Regions from separate parts of the Mus musculus genome. Here region 1 is linked to region 2. Evidence: chromatin contacts called from public Hi-C data. All regions are on one chromosome and are shown on one strand. The core of a region is the stretch at or near the end of the contact, and the rest is flanking DNA. Distances in the headings are between cores, read along the strand shown. Region 1 has its middle 25 kb from the start of Gm30568. Region 2 holds the start of Gm39685 (a long non-coding RNA gene).

What was found. Hi-C and Micro-C count contacts between places; a contact is called where the count stands out from the background.
Region 1: a contact with region 2 is called in a Hi-C map of the G1E-ER4 cell line, with 2.2 times the contacts expected there. The contact joins two enhancer-like sites. A contact is called at or near these places in 2 of 15 datasets of contacts at CTCF or cohesin (the G1E-ER4 cell line and large pre-B cells), 17 of 484 Hi-C or Micro-C datasets (B cells, DN3 thymocytes, the G1E-ER4 cell line and 11 more), 8 of 115 datasets of contacts at active chromatin or transcription factors (the 230-238 cell line, the HPC-7 cell line, embryonic stem cells and 4 more) and 2 of 9 other capture datasets (bone marrow-derived macrophages and embryonic stem cells).

Annotation. Positions count from the first base shown.
Region 1 is chr1:157,053,547-157,058,871 of GRCm38.p6, reverse strand. No RefSeq gene overlaps it. Among named protein-coding and RNA genes, the nearest start is that of Gm30568, 25 kb to the left of the region's middle. Within about 2 kb of position 3,366, at least 49 of the 459 cell types and tissues checked have an H3K27ac peak or open chromatin away from gene starts, as enhancers often do. A contact at or near this core is called in B cells, the G1E-ER4 cell line and erythroid progenitors, where this site is marked.
Region 2 is chr1:156,984,835-156,990,236 of GRCm38.p6, reverse strand. Gm39685 (a long non-coding RNA gene) reads left to right here and starts at 544. Exons shown (of 2, transcript XR_865664.2): 1 at 544-798. Within about 2 kb of position 3,441, at least 104 of the 459 cell types and tissues checked have an H3K27ac peak or open chromatin away from gene starts, as enhancers often do. A contact at or near this core is called in B cells, the G1E-ER4 cell line and erythroid progenitors, where this site is marked.

The DNA of each region.
Region 1 (5,325 bases), core at 2,117-4,616, 69 kb before region 2:
TTTTCATTGCTGTGAAGAGACACCATGACCAAGGCCACTCTCGTAAAGGAAAACATATAACTGGGGCTGGCTTACAGTTTTAGAGGTTCAGTCCATTATCATCATAGTAGGATGCATGGCACCATTCAGGCAGACGTGATACTGGAGGAGCCTATAGATATACATCTTGATCTGCAGGCAGCAGCAGGAGACTGTGTTACACTAGACATAGCTTAAGCATATATAAGATCTCAAAGCCCACCTCCACAGTGACACACTTCTTCCATCAAGGCCACACTTCCTAATAGTGTCACTCCCTATGGACCAAGCATTTAAATACATAAGTCTATGGGGGCCATTCCTCTTCAAACACCACAAACTCTATTGTCTGGGTCTTCAAAATGACACCTGGATAAGGGCAGTGTGTCTTTAGAACCACCAGGAACCACAGTCATTTTAATAAATTACCAGGGCAGAAAGGGGCTCTCCTGGTGCAGCTGTATCCATGTTACCTGGAAACTCAGATGTGTGTGTGTGTGTGTGTTTTGGGTTTATTTGTTTGTTTGCTGTGAGTTTTTTGTTTCTGTTTTCATTGTTTCTTTTTTTGAGACCAGGTTTCTCTTTGTAACCAGCCCTGCCTGTCCTGGAACTCCGAAGTCCAGTTTGGTCTCCAACTCAGAGATCCACCTGTCTCTATCTTCCCAGTGCTGGGATTAAAGGCATACACCACTACCACCAGGCTCAGGTGTCATATTTTAAAATAGCCATAAACTCAGCTGTAAGAGGTAATGGAGATGATGCCATTGCTCTTCACCCAGCTTATTCCCAGTGATGACATCTTAAAACCTATAAACCATATATATCACAGTCAAGATATTGACACTGGTACAATACATAGATCTCAATCAGGTGTCATGGCACCCTATATATTCATATGTGTGTGCACGCAAACATGTACTTAGCCGTAATTATTTTATGACAAATTGTGTGTATCAATATTTCTCATTCTTATGTTAGTTTATTTTCCTTTTGTTGATGCCTCCATCCTCCAGCTTCAGCTCCTATTGATTGCTAACCTTTGCTCTCTCATCCTAACACTGTTATTTCAGGATGCCATATAAATGGGGCACATGTATATACATATGGCACGTATGTATATATACATATGGTACATATGTATAATCTCAGCTTCTTAGAATACAGGAGCCCAGAATTTTGAGGCTAGCCGGGGCAACACTGCAAGACTCTCAAAAACCTAAAGATATCATTCATATACATGACAAAGTAGAATATGTAACCTTTTGTCACTGTATGTTGTTACCTGGTTTTCACTGAAGTCCACCCAACTTTTTTCACATATCAAAGTTTCTCCCCTTTTTATTGCTGAGTGTTTGTCCAAGGCTGTGCTATTTTAGGCTTCTTGAAGGATTTTCTTCTGTTCCATTTTTCTATATGTCTATGTGTCTATGTGTCATAGAAACAGGATCACTCTGTTTCTGTGACTCTGTCATCTTGTTTGAAGTTAGGTGAAGTGACACCTTTCATATGTTGTTCAGGACTCTTTGGCTGCTTGGTTCTTTGTGTCTCTGGATACATTTTAGGATTTTTCTTCCTACTTCTGTGAAGAATGTCATTGGAATTTGGAAGAAGCATAAGTTTTTTTTTTTCATTTTCATGTGTATGCGTGGTATGAATGTGTGTATGCATGTTCTGTATGTGTGATGATGCATGTGTGTGAGTGTGTGTGCATCAAACGTGTACTGTCCTTGCAAAGGACCCAGAGGTCAGTCCTAACAGCCACGCCAGGTGACTTACAACTGCCTGGAGCCCTAGCTCTAGAGCAATGGCTCTCAATCTGTGGGTCACAACCTGCCTTAGTCAGGGTTTCTATTCCTGCACAAACACCATGGCCAAGAAGCAAGCTGGGGAGGAAAGGGTTTACTCAGCTTACACTTCCCACACTGCTATGCATCACCACAGGGAGTCAGGACTGGAACTCAAGCAGGTCAGGAAGCAGGAGCTGACTGCAGAGGCCACGAAGGGATGTTACTTACTGGCTTGCTTCCCTGGCTTGCTCAGCCTGCTCTCTTATAGAACCCAAGACTACCAGCCCAGGGATGGCACCACCCACAAGGGGCCCTCCCACCCTTGATCACTAATTGAGAAAATGCCTTACAGCTGCATCTCATGGAGGCATTTCCTCAACTGAAGCTCCTTTCTCTGTGATAACTCCAGCTTCGGTAAAGTTGACACAAAGCCAGCCAGTACACAACCCTCTTGGGAAACCAAATGATGGTTTCACAGGGGTCACCTAAGACCATTGGAAAACACAGATATCTTACATTATGATTCATCACAGTAGCAAAATTTCAGTCGTGAAGTAGCAACAAAAATAATGCTATGTATTGGTTGGGGGTCACCACACGTGAGGAACTGTATTAAAGGGTCTCAGCATTAGGAAAGTTTAGAACAACTGCTCAAGAGGGTCACCTCTGGCTTCTATAGGTACCCTTCTTCACATGTACAGACTCACACAGACACAGAATTCAAAATAAAAAGGAAAAAAATTTAAGTTAAGCTATGAGGGGACTGAGGGGACTTTAGTGGGCCAGGTACTTATCTTAACCAACATGTATACGTATTCAATCCTTAGCACTATAATAGATAAAAAACAACTAATTAAATTATGAAGAAAAAAAAAGACATGTGCGTATTTCTTTTCTGGATTTACCAGAATGAAGAATCAGATAAACCAGCTGCCTTGCTCTGATCTGCAGGAGGCCTTGACTCTGGGTAACTCAAGCTCCATCCTGCGTTCAGTAGAGATAATTAGGAAGCCCAGTGTCCCAGGCCCCTATTTGACTATGACAGACATCTGGCATTCTTAACAGAAAAATAAAGGTCGCTCTTTTTTAAAAAGCAGGGACCCCGTTGCCTGAATACAATGGAGAACACACACCATGGTAAATGTCGGGGACTTGTAACCTGTTTGTCCTTATTTCAATTTTCAAAATATAAGAAAAATAAGAAGGAGCTTAACAAATAAGCCGCGTCTGCTCGGGCTCTCTCTGTTCTATGTAGTACGTGTGCCCCACGCAGCGGCATACACACATGCATGCAGCAAGCACCTTAGAATGAAACGCCTGCATCTATCCTCACAGTATCCGGGAATTCTAGTAAGGTTTATTCAAAGCAGCATCCATCAAGGCTATAAATAGCAGACATGGGCCTCTGTAAGCACTGTAGCTATTTATTTTTTTAATAGGGGTTCTCATGTTACAAGGACATCACAGATAACTGAATAATTTATGTAATGGTAGATGGTATGGGCTTCGTTCCTTGCCAGTGAGCTCATTCCCAGGTGTCTAAAGCAGATAAGGGGAGCAAAAAGCTACAGCCCAGGGCTCTGCGAGCTGTCAATTCATTTTTGCTAGGAGGAATTCGCCACCGGAGGTGTATGTATAGTCTTTAGTTAATGTTATCTCAGCCGTGGAGGGCATAGACACTGCAGGCAATTCCTTAGTCGCCTTGAGCCAGCTCATAATAATGCATAAAGCACAGCATGAGAGCCACCCTGCAGAATAGCAAATTGCTTTCTGAATGCTTGGTGATCTTAACAAAAGATGGTGGTGTGGAGGCGTATGTTTGTTCTCTAGGAAAATATAGGGAAATGAGGGAGTTGGGAAATGGAGATAAGAAAAAAAAATGACCTGGACGGCTATGTTTCTGGGAGCCTCCATTGTTATCTTTTCAGAGACTTGAAGTATAAAAATAATCTATCGTGTGCTTTACAGATTTACCTTCAGCCACACACAGTAATCAGGCGAGCAGGTGACACTCAGAAGTCAGGCGCGCTTTTCTCTCCAGTGTAATTTTAATGAAGACAAAATTTCATCAAAAGAAAAAAGGTTTAATTCTGTAACAGGAAAACAGCCAAAAATACTCAACAGACCCATAACACGAGAGGAAGTCAGGTGGCCGATAAGCAGTAGGAACTCTTCTGATTTCACTCAGGAGGCAGCGGAGTGCAAATTGTGCCCAGCATGAGACTACAGCAGTGCACCTGAGCCCTGGACATGCTCAAGTTTGGTAATGGCAAGAGCGAAGGATGCAGGGTGTTGGGAATCCCTGGAGAGTTTAAGTTGAAGAAAGAATTTTGGTAAACACTTGCGCATATTGGTAAGTTGCCCTAAGGCAGTGATTCTCAACCTGCAGGCTGTGATCAAAGTAATGTTCAAATGCCCCTTTCACATGGGTAGCCTAAGACTATTGGAAAACACATTATGGTTCATAACAGCAGCAAAATCACAATTACGGAGTAGCAAAGAAATAATTTTATGGTTGGGGGGGTCACCACCACATGAGGGTCTGTATTAAAGGGTCGCAGCATGAGGGAGGTTGAGAACCACTGCACTAAGGCGTGACTTGTCCTGTGTCCACTGTAGGGAAATGCCCCGGAAGTGAGTGTGTCTACTTAACTAGTGGAAGGCTTCAGCACAAAGTGTGCTGACAAGAGCACAGCTCACAAATCCCACAAACTGGAGACAGCTGTGTGCCTGCTCACATAGAAAGGGTCAGAGCCAGACCCGCTCAATGATGAGCAAAGCTGTAAGCCTTGACTGAACACATCAAGCTAACAAAGCTAACCTCTCCTACTGGCTGGCTTTGTGTGTCAAGTTGACACAAGCTGGAGTTATCACAGAGAAAGGAGCCTCCCTTCAGGTAATGCCTCCATGAGATCCAGCTGTAAGGCATTTTCTCAATTAGTGATCAAGGGTGGGAGGACCCCTTGTGGGTGGTGCCATCCCCTGGGTTGGTAGTCTTGGTTCTATAAGAGAGCAGGCTGAGCAAGCCAGGGGAAGCAAGCCAGTAAGCAGCATCCCTCCATGGCCTCTGCATCAGCTCCTGCCTCTAGGTTCCTGCCCTGGGTGAGTTCCTGCCTGACTTCCTTTGGTGATGAACAGCAATGTGGAAGTGTAAGCTGAATAAACCCTTTCCTTCCCAACTTGCTTCTTAGTCATGATGTTTGTGCAGGAAGAGAAACCCTGACTAAGACACCTCTTCTGTTTCGGCATGTGCACTGGGCTGGGAAGAGAGCAAAGGGGGTCACTATGCTAAAAGCCAGGATGCTGGTGACTTCAAGAAGGAGAAAAGAGGAAGCGGCTGAGGGAAATATACAATGGACTTCTGCACAATGGGATTGTTCTGTCCCTTGGTCTGGTTGTGGCTTTGTGTGTTTTCTTTTTATAAGTATGCACTAAGCTGGGTGTTTATGTTGAGCCCTTTTCTATGTGTATCTGTGTCAATAAAATACATATTACTAAACAGGAAAAGATCTGAAAAGGA
Region 2 (5,402 bases), core at 2,192-4,691:
GAGGGGCACAGTGCCTATGGCTTGGTGTGTAGCATAGCTGGTGACCACATGGGAAGCACCAAGCAGAGGATGTTCGTGTGACAGCAGCTGATTTTAAAGTAGCACTGCAGGTGCCCTAGATGCTGGCAAGGCTTTATTTTATTCTTTTAATTAATTAAATTAGAATAATCCCACAGTCCTACCTTTCCTTTCCTTCCTCAAACCCTTCCCAGCCCCTCCAACCACCTCTTAAACCGATGGCCCCTTTTTTAGTGAATTATTTGGTTATTTGCAGAAATACGTAAATACAATATGCTGAGTTCATTTAGTGTTGCTTGCATGTATATGGTTTCAGGGATGACCATTTTGTTTTGGATAACTAATTAGGAGACGCATCCCTGAGGGGGGGAAAAAAACCGAATCCTCCCTTCACTCTGTGGTCCTTAGTTGCCTGGAGTTCTTTGCCTAGGGATGGGACTCCGTGAACTTCCCCCTTGTTAGCATGTCTATTGGTATCACCATTGTGTCATTTAGGCAGCTGGGTCGTAGAGATGTCATGGGTACAGCTTTGTTTCTAGGAGATGCAATCTTAGCAGCTTTCCTGGTCCTCTGCCTCTTAGGGTCTTTCCTCTTCTGAAATGTTCGCTGAGTCTTAGGGGCAGGAGCCGTGTTGTAGATGTGTCTATCGGGATGGACTTCCCACAGTCAGGTGATCTCTGCATCATGACCAGTTGTGGTTTTCTGTGATGGTCTCTGCTTGCTGCAAAGAAAACCTTCTTTGATGTGGGATGAGAGCTACAGTTATCTGTGGGAATAAGGGTAAGTTTTAAAATGCAGTTGGGAATTATGTAGGTCTAGTAGAACGGCGGTAGTAGATTCTCCTCTAAGATCAGCCCACACTGTAATGAACACTGTGGCCGTGGGCTGGCTTCTGACGCAGCTGAGCTGTGCATAATTTTCTCTGCTTTTGTTTACTGCTAGGTGAGCTAGTCTGAGAATCCAACCCTCAAAGATCAGAGGAAGCAGAGGGGTCAGGAATACCACGAGAACAGAGCCCACAGAATTAGCTGACCAGGGCTTGTGGGAGCATACAGAGATCAAGGAGCCTTTAGGGGGCTAACCTAGGTCCTCTACATGTATGTCATGGCTGAGTAGCTGTTCCTGTAGGATCTCTAACAGTGGGAATGGGGGTTGCCTCTGACTCTTTTGCCTATTTAAGGGACCCTGTTCCTTCTACTGGCTTGCCTCATCCAGCCTTGGTGTGATGGTATTTGCCTGTCTTATTGTAGCTTGTTATACTGTTTGGTTGATGTTCTTGGAAAGCCTGGTTTTTTTTTCTGAGAGGAGGCCAGGGTAGGGGATGGTGAGCTGGAGGGTGGATTTGGGGGAAAGGAGAGGTGGGGGAAAGAGATCGAGGAAATGGAGGGGAAACTGTGGTTGGGATATAATATATGAGAGAAGATAGATAGTTAGATAGATAGATAGATAGATAGATAGATAGATAGATAGATAGATAGGGACGTAGAGCCCAGCAGTGTCTTTCTGCTCTGAGAGTTTGGAACACTGTGAAGCACATGGCAATCAAGGACCCTACCGAGATCATGTACACCAAAGAAACACTGTCAGCAGGGCTGGTGAGATGGCTCAGCGGGTAAGAGCACTGACTGCTCTTCCGTAGGTCCTGAGTTCAAATCCCAGCAACCACATGAAGGCTCACACCCATCTGTACAACTACAGTATACTCATATATATAAAATAAAAATAACAATAAATCTTTAAAATCTTGTGAAGGAAGGTAGCATTGGTCCTTCCTGACAAACCTAACATATATGGAGCTGTTAGCATACTGTACACCGTGTCTGAACCTAAGAACCTAAGTTCTAGAACACGCCTTCCGGTACCGCCTTCCTGACCTCAGATGCTCAGAGCCCTGGTCCTCTCTCCTTTCGACCTACATTCTTTTCTGAAGTTGTGTTCTGCAGGCTCCTTGCTTTTTGTTTGTTTGTTTTTCAAGACAGGGTTTCTCTGTATAGCCCTGGCTGTCCTGGAACTCACTTTGTAGACCAGCCTGGCCTAGAACTCAGAAATCCACCTGCCTCTGCCTCCTGAGTGCTGGGATTAAAAGCGAGCGCCACCATGCCCGGCTAGGCTCCTTGCTTTTGATGAGTCCCAAGTTTCTATTAGATCTCATGTTGGGCCACAGACTCTTATACATCCCATAGTCTGCTCTGCATCTATCGGGGCGGGAGGGGGTGTCTAAAGGGCTTTTATACTTAATGTGTTGGAAAAGTACTCTTGCTTCCAGATCCAAGAGCCCCACTGTCTGTCTACACAAACCTGCCCTCACTTCCTTCCCCGAGTGTTTCCTCCTGGGAACGGGCACCATGTATGTCCCTTGGGGTACCAGGCTGAACACTGAGGAGGAATTCTGGATTCTGGTCCCCACCCCATGCCTGACATCTCTCCCCACTCTATTCCACTACACATTTCCTACCATGCTCTGCCCCACCCTTTATCTCTCTAGAACATTCACGCCTCAGGAACTTCCTGCATTCCTTTTACTTCAAACACTCTTCTCTTGTAGTAATTGCTGGACAATTTGTTTTAGTGATTTAAGCTTCTGTTTAAATAGCAAAAAAACTCCTCAAAGAAATCCTCTTTACCACCACATGGAGAACAGACCTGTTCCCATGGCTGTGCCCCAGTCCTTACCTTATCTTTAAAAAAATTAATTAATTGGCTCATTTATTGTTATTTAACAATGTTTTCCTTATAGCTCATTGGTCAACTTGAAGCTATGGTACTTCTTAGTATACTGTCTTCTACATTACAATAAAAATCTTCAAGAATCTGAAGACTATCTTATTCAACATAGTATCCCAAGTTCTAGAATAGTGAGCCACTAACACTGTGCTCTTCTAAATACTGGTTTCAAGAATGAATGAATGAAGGGTGAGTAAATGAATTGGAAGAATAATTAGCATTAGTATATTACATTTTTTAAAAAATTCTACTTGGCTCTGAAGGACTGGAAGGACCTATCAGATAGGTGAGTAAGAAGGAGGACAAGCAGGAAGAGAAGGAGGAGGAAGAGGAGGAGGGGAGGAGAAGGGGGAGGGGGAGGAGGAGGACAGCCTTAGCAGGTGGAGAAATAGCAAAGGGAAAACAAAGAAGATCACAAGATCTGTGTGAGAGTAGATACAAAACTGATCTGGTAGCAAGTGACAGCCATAGAGAAACAGCAAGGAAAGGCATAGCTCTGAGTAAATGCTGAATGTGGTGGCGGTGGGGTGTGTGTGTGTGTGTGTGTGTGTGTGTGTGTGTGTGTGTATAAAATGGGAAGCTGGGAATAAAAAAAACTTGGCCAAAGCCTGAGGAAAAGATAACGGACTCTACAGTGAGCCTTCCCCTGGCCTCAGTAGATACTCAGGAAGAGGCCCCTTTGCTCTTGAAATGTCAGAAACAAGTGGTTGCAACAGACTCTGACAGTGGCCCAGCCTGCGCTCAGTGCGCACGGAGGAACTGTTTATTGCTGCGAGGTCTAGCAAGTGTTAGGGATTTGTTGTTACTGTTGTTTGTTTGTTTGCTGTTTCTCCTGAACACAGGATCATGGGGCCCTACTTCTCAAAGACGAGTTGGAAATATATGGGGGAGAATGTTGGGTTTTCAATCATCAAAAAAATAATCACAGTGGTGTCCCAAGTGAATCACCTCCATGTTCTTTGGTGTGGTTGCTTCACAGGCCATCCTGCTTTAGGAAGTGAGATTTTTGTATTTGAAGTTGTGCTTGGCAGCCTCGCTCTGAAGATGTGCATGTGACCTTTTGGGGGAAATCCCGTTTCCTGCTGATGTCCTGGGCTTGTGTCAGTGGTGCAGAATCCACTGACTGTGTGAAGATTCCGGAAATGACCTAGATAAGTCCAGCAAAGCCCAGAGGATCTGCTCGAGTTTGTTGTTGTTGTTACTTATTCATTTGTTTATTGTATTAAGATCAAGTGGCTAATTGGCAGACAGGCAAAGCCTGGTCCAGTTGCCTGGCTTCCACCTCCCCTCCAGGATGCAAGCAGCAGCTCATTATGCTGCACCAAAGCCATGGCTTAAAGAAGCCCTCAGCATCACTTCAGCCCTAACCTGTAACTGGGTCATTCATCCTGCTGGGCAAAGCCATCCTCCCACTGTGCCTCCCACCAGCTCACACACCAGTAGCATCTCCGTGGGTGGTAGGAGCTTGTGCTGCCCTCTCCTTGGCTCCAGGGTGTCACCCCTCCCCCATTTTCTGATAGGCTTGGAGAGAAAATTGCATTTATGAGATGTTACATCACAGAGTCCCCACTGTGTGCCTTCCATGCAGTCACTAAGTGAGCCCTCACACCATGAAGAAAGTGTCACACTGGCACACCATCACACAGGAAGAAAGTAAGCCCAGAAGACATCTGTCTTTCATGGTCTGTTTCTTTCAGATAAGGAAATTGTTGACCCTCTGAACTCTTCTGAGGCCCTAAACAACAGTAGCCCCACCTAGTCACAAACACAAAGATCATTTACAATAGCATTGCTGTTTGAGCTTGCTCTATATTTTCAATCTTTCTCTAGCTTTGGGTAGGGGGAGAGGGTTGAAACAGGATTTCTCTGTGTAGCCCTGGCTGTACTGGAACTCACTCACTCTGCAGACCAGGTTTGCCTCAAACTCTAGAGATCCACCTGTCTCTGCCTCCCTGGGTTGGGATCATGTGCAACCACCACCTGGCTTTATTTTATTTGGGTGTTTTCATTTGTTTTGGTTTTTGAAACAGGATGGTGTTTTTTAGCCCAGGTTGATTTCAAACTAGCAATCCTCCTGCCTTTACCTTCCAGGTCCTGATATGACACATGCCAGATTTCACTTATTTCAAGCTATAGCTGAGAAGACAAAACTAGGAATCAAAAGAACATACACGTCACACACAATGAAACCTTACCTCTTCCTCCTGCACACAGCGCTGCATCCATCATTTTTGTTAATCTAATCTCAGTGCTTAAAATAAGGAGAAACTGAAGTAGACTTGCGTGGTAACAACCGGTCCTGTGTTGTAGACTGCAGCCAAGAACAGGCCCAGATGAACTGCCTCTGGCAAAGTTCTCTAGTTCAAACAGCTCTTGAAAAAAGCTATTGCCATCATTATTATCATTATTATCACCATCATAGCATTGCATCCAAAGAGTAGATGCTTCTTCCAAGCACCTGATAACTGCCTGCCTGAGAGGGCTACTCTTGGCTGCCAACGTGGCTTCCTCTGGAATTAACAGAATCCAAATGGGTGGGCACACCTGTGAGGAATATTTTTTTTTCCTTAAGGATATCATTTGAATGGGAAGCCCTACTTCTAATCCAGATCTTTGCGGTGGGAAGATCTACCTTTAATCCGGGCCACACCTTTTGCTCG